Regions from separate parts of the Pan troglodytes genome. Here region 2 is linked to region 1. Evidence: chromatin contacts called from public capture Hi-C data. All regions are on one chromosome and are shown on one strand. Each heading gives the region's core, a stretch centred on a gene start, on an enhancer-like site or on the middle of the called end of the contact. The rest is flanking DNA. Distances are from core to core; before and after follow the strand shown. Region 1 overlaps USP7 (ubiquitin specific peptidase 7). Region 2 has its middle 50 kb from the start of USP7.

Region 1 (2,702 bases), core at 180-2,679:
TGGGCGACACAGCAAGACTGTGTCTCAAAAACATAATAAAACAAAGTAAATAAAAATAAAATAACTACTTGTAACTGGCATACAAACAACTACTTTAGCATTCTTGAAAACTCTAGCACATTCTAAAAGTTGACGCCAACTGAGAGACAACAAAATATTGGAAAATCCTATTTAAACGAATACACTAAAAGTCCCCTCTGAAATAACATTTATAATCGGTCAAAATTAAATTTATTAGAAATCCTGTGAATGCAAGAGCTGTGAAGCAGAAACAGCCCCATCCTTGTGGACTTAAATCAGCCATAGCTGAGAGCAGGGCTGGGACTGGGCAAAGCATCCTGAGAGGGGAAATGGACTCGGCAGAGGTTGACCTCTGAAACTTGACATAAAATCATTCCTTTAACACTGCGGCTCTTGGGACACAGAGGTAGAAGGAAAATCTAAATAAATCAGACGTGGGACTGAAAATATAAAGACTGAGGAAAGCACTGAGACTAACCCCCTAGACCAGCATGATGATGAAATCTTAACTTTATATCCCACTATAGATTACCTATCATTGATCTTGATATTTTGGTCCGTCTGAGGGTCATACATAAATCTCATCAGTTGTAGATGTAACACTGGTGGCAATGTTAGGAATTTCACACCTTTCTCTGCTTCCTAAACATTGAAAAACAAATGCAAATGTAGTTAGCCTCTACTTACTCCTGGAAGCAATGAAAGCAACAGCGGTTCAGCAAGACTGGAACATGTCTGGGGACTCTGGAGACAAAGGCAGGGAAGTTTAGGTGTCCATTTAGGGCATCTTTGAAATGTTTTCTTTAGGTCTGTTTATGGGTCTCTTTGTTTATTAAAATAATGCTGCACCAGCACTAACTGTGAGAGATTCTCTTACCTTGGATTATATTCTAACTCGATGCCCAGCAATCAGGGAAGAAATGGTTAAGAAAATTTAGACAGTCATTTGCTGCTGTGTTATACAGTCATTAAACACTGTGCAAATTATGGAGACCCACAGAAAAATCATTAAATGGAAAATCAGAAAACTCTGGTTACAATTACCCAAGATTAGGTATGCTTATGAAATGCCCAAACAGAACAAGCAGCAATGAACACAGTGATGGGTCGGCAGGATTATAAGCTTCCTTTCCTTGGGCTCTTTGATGTTTGCATAAGAACCCATATATCACAGGGCACGCCCTTAGGGCTTATGGTTCAATCCCACTTCTAAGAAAATGTTCTGATTCAGTGTCAGCAAGGCCCTTCCCCAGATGACTGCCGGACTCTGTGGGACAGGACACCCCAGCTTCTCAACAAGCCTTCTATGGGGACACCGGACTCTAAGCTCTTGCCCTGCTCTATCACTGCTCCATCTTGGCCAGCTCTTTGTTCCTCAGTAAAATCAGGCTTTGCCTATCTCGACCACGGCCAGGCGGTCAGGGGCCCTCACTGCATGTCTGACTCACAGCTCTATTTCCAATGCAGACCTTCCTTCTGGCTGGAAATCCACCTGCCCAGCAGCCAGCGAGAGACCTGGAGGAACTGGGGACCATGACAAGGCACACCCATATGCCAAGGTTCTTTGGTGTACACGAGCTCATTTAAGAAGACAGAGCTATCTCAGGAAAGACAAAAACAGACCTCAGAACCCCACTCCACAGTGGGGAAGGGCCTGTTTTTAATACAGTCTGAAAGATAAAAGGATTCTGTCTCCACTACTGTCCACTGAGCCTTTGACTCAAATACATATTGCTCAACCAGACCCTAAAACATCCAGAATAGAGAACAATAATTCTCGTGAACAGACCAGAATATTTCTTCATCACACCAAGCTGCCAAAGTTCTCATTAAAAAGCAACTTTCTGGATGAGCGAGTGGCTCACGCCTGTAATCCCAGCACTTTGGGAGGCCGAGGCAGGCGGATCACAAGGTCAGGGGTTCGAGACCAGCCTGGCCAATATGGTGAAACCCCATCTCTACTAAAAATACAAAAATTAGTTGGGCATAGTGGCGGGCGCCTGTAGTCCCAGCTACTTGGGAGGCTGAGGTAGAAGAATCACTTGAACCTGGGAGGCAGAGGTTGCAGTGAGTCGAGATCGCGCCACTGCACTCTAGCCCGGGGAACAGAGCGAGTCTCCGTCTCAAAAAAAAAAAGCAACTTTCTGATCTATACCTCAGTCCCTCAGTTCAACTGGACTGACCTAGCAGAAGAGTACATTTGGAGCTGACAGCTGACTACAAAATGGGTACACAGGCACCATGAACTATACATTGGCAGGCTTTGTAAGCACAGGCCAGACTGACATTTTTAATTATAAATTAGTTGAGTCAATGAGTCAAGGTTATAAGATTACAAAACAGACCCTGGATCACTGGATCCATGAGGACACTGCAGATCCAACAGACCAGCCAGACCAGCAGCCAGGAACAGCCCATTTCCCTTCATCCAAGCAGGGGCTGGCCACCTGGTTGCCCACCATGCTCACTGCTCTGTCAGATGCCCAGAAACCTGGGGGACACAACCCTAGAGAACACACTACTCATTCTAAAGTTGTGATCCTCAGAAAACTAAATTCATTAAAAATACATTTAAAAATAAAGCAACACAACCTAAACACAGTCCAACTTACTAAGAAATCCCACTTGTGACCAGGAGAAACTGAGGGAAAACTGGAGCAGTGACACCAGTAAGGTGAGGA
Region 2 (2,817 bases), core at 117-2,616, 100 kb after region 1:
GATTCTCCTGCCTCAGCCTCCAGAGTAGCTGGGATTATAGGCACCCACCACCACGCCCAGCTAATTTTTGTATTTTTAGTAGAGACGGGGTTTCACCAGGTCTCGAACTCCTGACCTCAGGTGATCCACCCGCCTTGGCCTCCCAAAGTGCTGGGATTACAGGCATGAGCCACTGCGCCCAACCAAACAATTTAAATTTTCATACAAACATCTATTTTATTCTCACAACATTAAAATAGAAACAAACAAAACCCCAGAAAGCTTCAGGGACAGGTAAGAATTTGTTTCGTGCAGGGTTTCTCTAGATCAGCAAACAACACGCTTTGGGGGCCTTACTTTGAAAGAAATCCAGATTCAGAATTCACAAGCTTGGTTTTCCCAGCCCCTCTGGTCCATAATTACTCACAGCTAAGAGCCTCCTTCTTCAGGTCAGAAGTCCTCAAATAGGGATGACGGGCAAAGGAGGAGTGATTCTTCCCTCTCCCAGTGGACATTTGGCTGTGTCTGGAGACATTTTTGGTGTCATAAATAGGGGGAGGGTGGCAGGATGCTCCTGGCATCTGGCTGGCTGAGGGTAGGGGTGCTGCTAAATAGCCTACAGTGCACAGAAAGTGGGCGCAGTGGCTCATGCCTGGAATCCCAGCACTTTGGGAGGCCAAGGCAGCAGGATCACCTGAGGTCGGGAGTTCGAGACCAGCCAGACCAACATGGAGAAACCCCGTCTTTACTAAAAATACAAAAATTAGCTGGGCGTGGTGGCGCATGCCTGTAATCCCAGCTACCCGGGAGGCTGAGGCAGGAGAATCACTTCAACCCGGGAGGCGGAGGTTGTGGTGAGCCGAGATCATGCCATTGCATTCCAGCCTGGGCAACAAGGGCGAAACTGTCTAAAAAAAATTTAATTTATTTTTGGACAGACAGGGGTCTCGCTGTGTTGCCCAGGCTGGTCTCCAACTCCTGGCCTCAAGCGATCTTCCCACTTCAGCCTCCCAAAGTGCTGGCATCACAGGCATGAGCCACACCGCCCCCTCGGCCTTCGGTTTCAGGTGGGAGTCCTGAGATGGGGATAGGAGCTCCCGGATTTGGATGTTAAAGGGAAAAAGTGACTCCAAGCGAGGAGAGCCCTGGAGACCCTTTGCGTTTCCCAGGCTACAGAATTAATCCGGGCGCACCCAGCAGTGGGGGAGCTGTTCTTCCCATTGGCGTCCCCTCTCCCCTCTCTGCCAGCACAGGGCCGGCTGGGGGCGACGACGGTGCGTGCGGAGGACGCGAGCTCCATCTGCCGCCTGCAGGGGTGGGAGGGAAGCAGGCTGGACCACTTTGGGACTGAGCTCCCGGGAGGAGGAGGCGGCGGCAGCAGCTGCCTGCCTGCCCCCATGCCAAGTCCGGCTCCTGTTTCTCACCTGGTGGGAGTCGTAGTGAGCAAACCAGCGGAGGGAGATACTCTGAGTTCCTTTTCTTGCAAATGGGACAGCAAGACGTGGGAATAAATCACCCAGGCCTCGTGCTGGAGCAGAGCGAACACGGGCTGTTCTGCTTTGGATTCTGCAAGCCTCCTCCCCCAACTTCTAGAATCTTCTGGTACTCGCATTAAGAGGTATGACGAAATCACATCCATCTGGACAGTAGGAATAAGGAATCTGGGGTCACCAGAACATGATCTGGGATATAGGAGGATCTCAAACCTGACTGCATGTTGGTGTTAGGTGGGGAACTTTAAAAAAAAATACTGATGGCTGGGCCCCATGTCCAGAAAGCCTGGTTCAATGGGTCTGGGGGGTGTGGCCCACCCCACTGACTTTTTTTTTTTTTTTTTAAGACATGGTCTCACTCTGTTGCCCAGGCTGAAGTGCAGTGGCAAGATCATGGATCACTGCCGCTTCGAACTCCTGGGCTCAAGCAATCCTCTTGCGTCCGTCTCCTGAGTAGCTGGGACTACAGGTGCATGCCACCATACCTAGCTAGTTTTTTTTTTTTTTTTTTTTAAGAGACTGGGGTCTCACTATATTGCCCAGGCTGGTCTCAAACTCCTGGCCTCAAGCAGTCCTCCCAAGTCAGCCTTCCAAAGCACTGGGATCACAGGCATGAGCCACTATGACCAACCTGGATACTAAAAAAACAAAAAAAACCTTCTCAGGTGTTTATAATGTGCAGCCAGGACTGAGAACCAGTGATTTTATGCAGAGAACAAAACAAAACCCAAAATCCTACTGAGCAGAGAAAAACCGTAAGCCTGTAGGCATCCTATAAGCATGGGTTTGATTCTTGACCTCATCAGTTGAATCCTGACTACACCTGAGCCTCACAGAGTCCAGCCTGTGATCCTGGCCAAGTTTCTGAACCTCTCTGAGCTTTATTTACCTATAACACAGGGAGGGTGGCAGCTGCATCTCAAGATTTGTGTTGCTGTCAGTGCTCCAGGCACACTGGGCTTCTTGTCTCCAGACACTGGCATCTTTCTGGTCTCCTTGCTTCTACCCAGGCTGCCCTCTCCACCCAGCTCACTCCAAACATCTTTAATACCCAGCTCAAGTATCATTTGCTCTGAAAGCCTGTGTGTGCATGCAATTGTAATTCCTTCTGCCTGAGATTTTCTTCCTTCAGCTTGTGGCAGTGAATTCTAACTTTCCCCTGATAGCCATTCTCCTCTTCTTTCTTCAGTACTAGGTCCCTGTGTGTTACCTGAGCACGCAGAGAAGACCGTGTTTGCCACTTGATTAAACTCTGGCTCATAGAATGTGAGCAAAGTGACACGTCCAACTTCTAGGTCGTGGCCTTAAAAGAAACAAGCATGCTCTCCATTTTTACTTCCTGCTG

Evidence for each region. Capture Hi-C pulls out chosen DNA fragments and counts their contacts.
Region 2: a contact with region 1 is called in a capture Hi-C map of stem cell-derived neural stem cells, with 2.9 times the contacts expected there. The contact joins two enhancer-like sites. A contact is called at or near these places in 4 of 7 Hi-C or Micro-C datasets (blood, induced pluripotent stem cells and stem cell-derived neural progenitor cells) and 1 of 1 other capture datasets (stem cell-derived neural stem cells).

The regions. Positions count from the first base shown.
Region 1 is chr18:11,543,527-11,546,228 of NHGRI_mPanTro3-v2.0_pri, forward strand. USP7 (ubiquitin specific peptidase 7) reads right to left here. Exons shown (of 31, transcript XM_024349753.3): 12 at 554-663. Among named protein-coding and RNA genes, the nearest start is that of LITAFD, 25 kb to the left of the region's middle. Within about 2 kb of position 1,430, at least 1 of the 24 cell types and tissues checked has an H3K27ac peak or open chromatin away from gene starts, as enhancers often do. A contact at or near this core is called in stem cell-derived neural stem cells, where this site is marked.
Region 2 is chr18:11,646,250-11,649,066 of NHGRI_mPanTro3-v2.0_pri, forward strand. No RefSeq gene overlaps it. Among named protein-coding and RNA genes, the nearest start is that of USP7, 50 kb to the left of the region's middle. Within about 2 kb of position 1,367, at least 2 of the 24 cell types and tissues checked have an H3K27ac peak or open chromatin away from gene starts, as enhancers often do. A contact at or near this core is called in stem cell-derived neural stem cells, where this site is marked.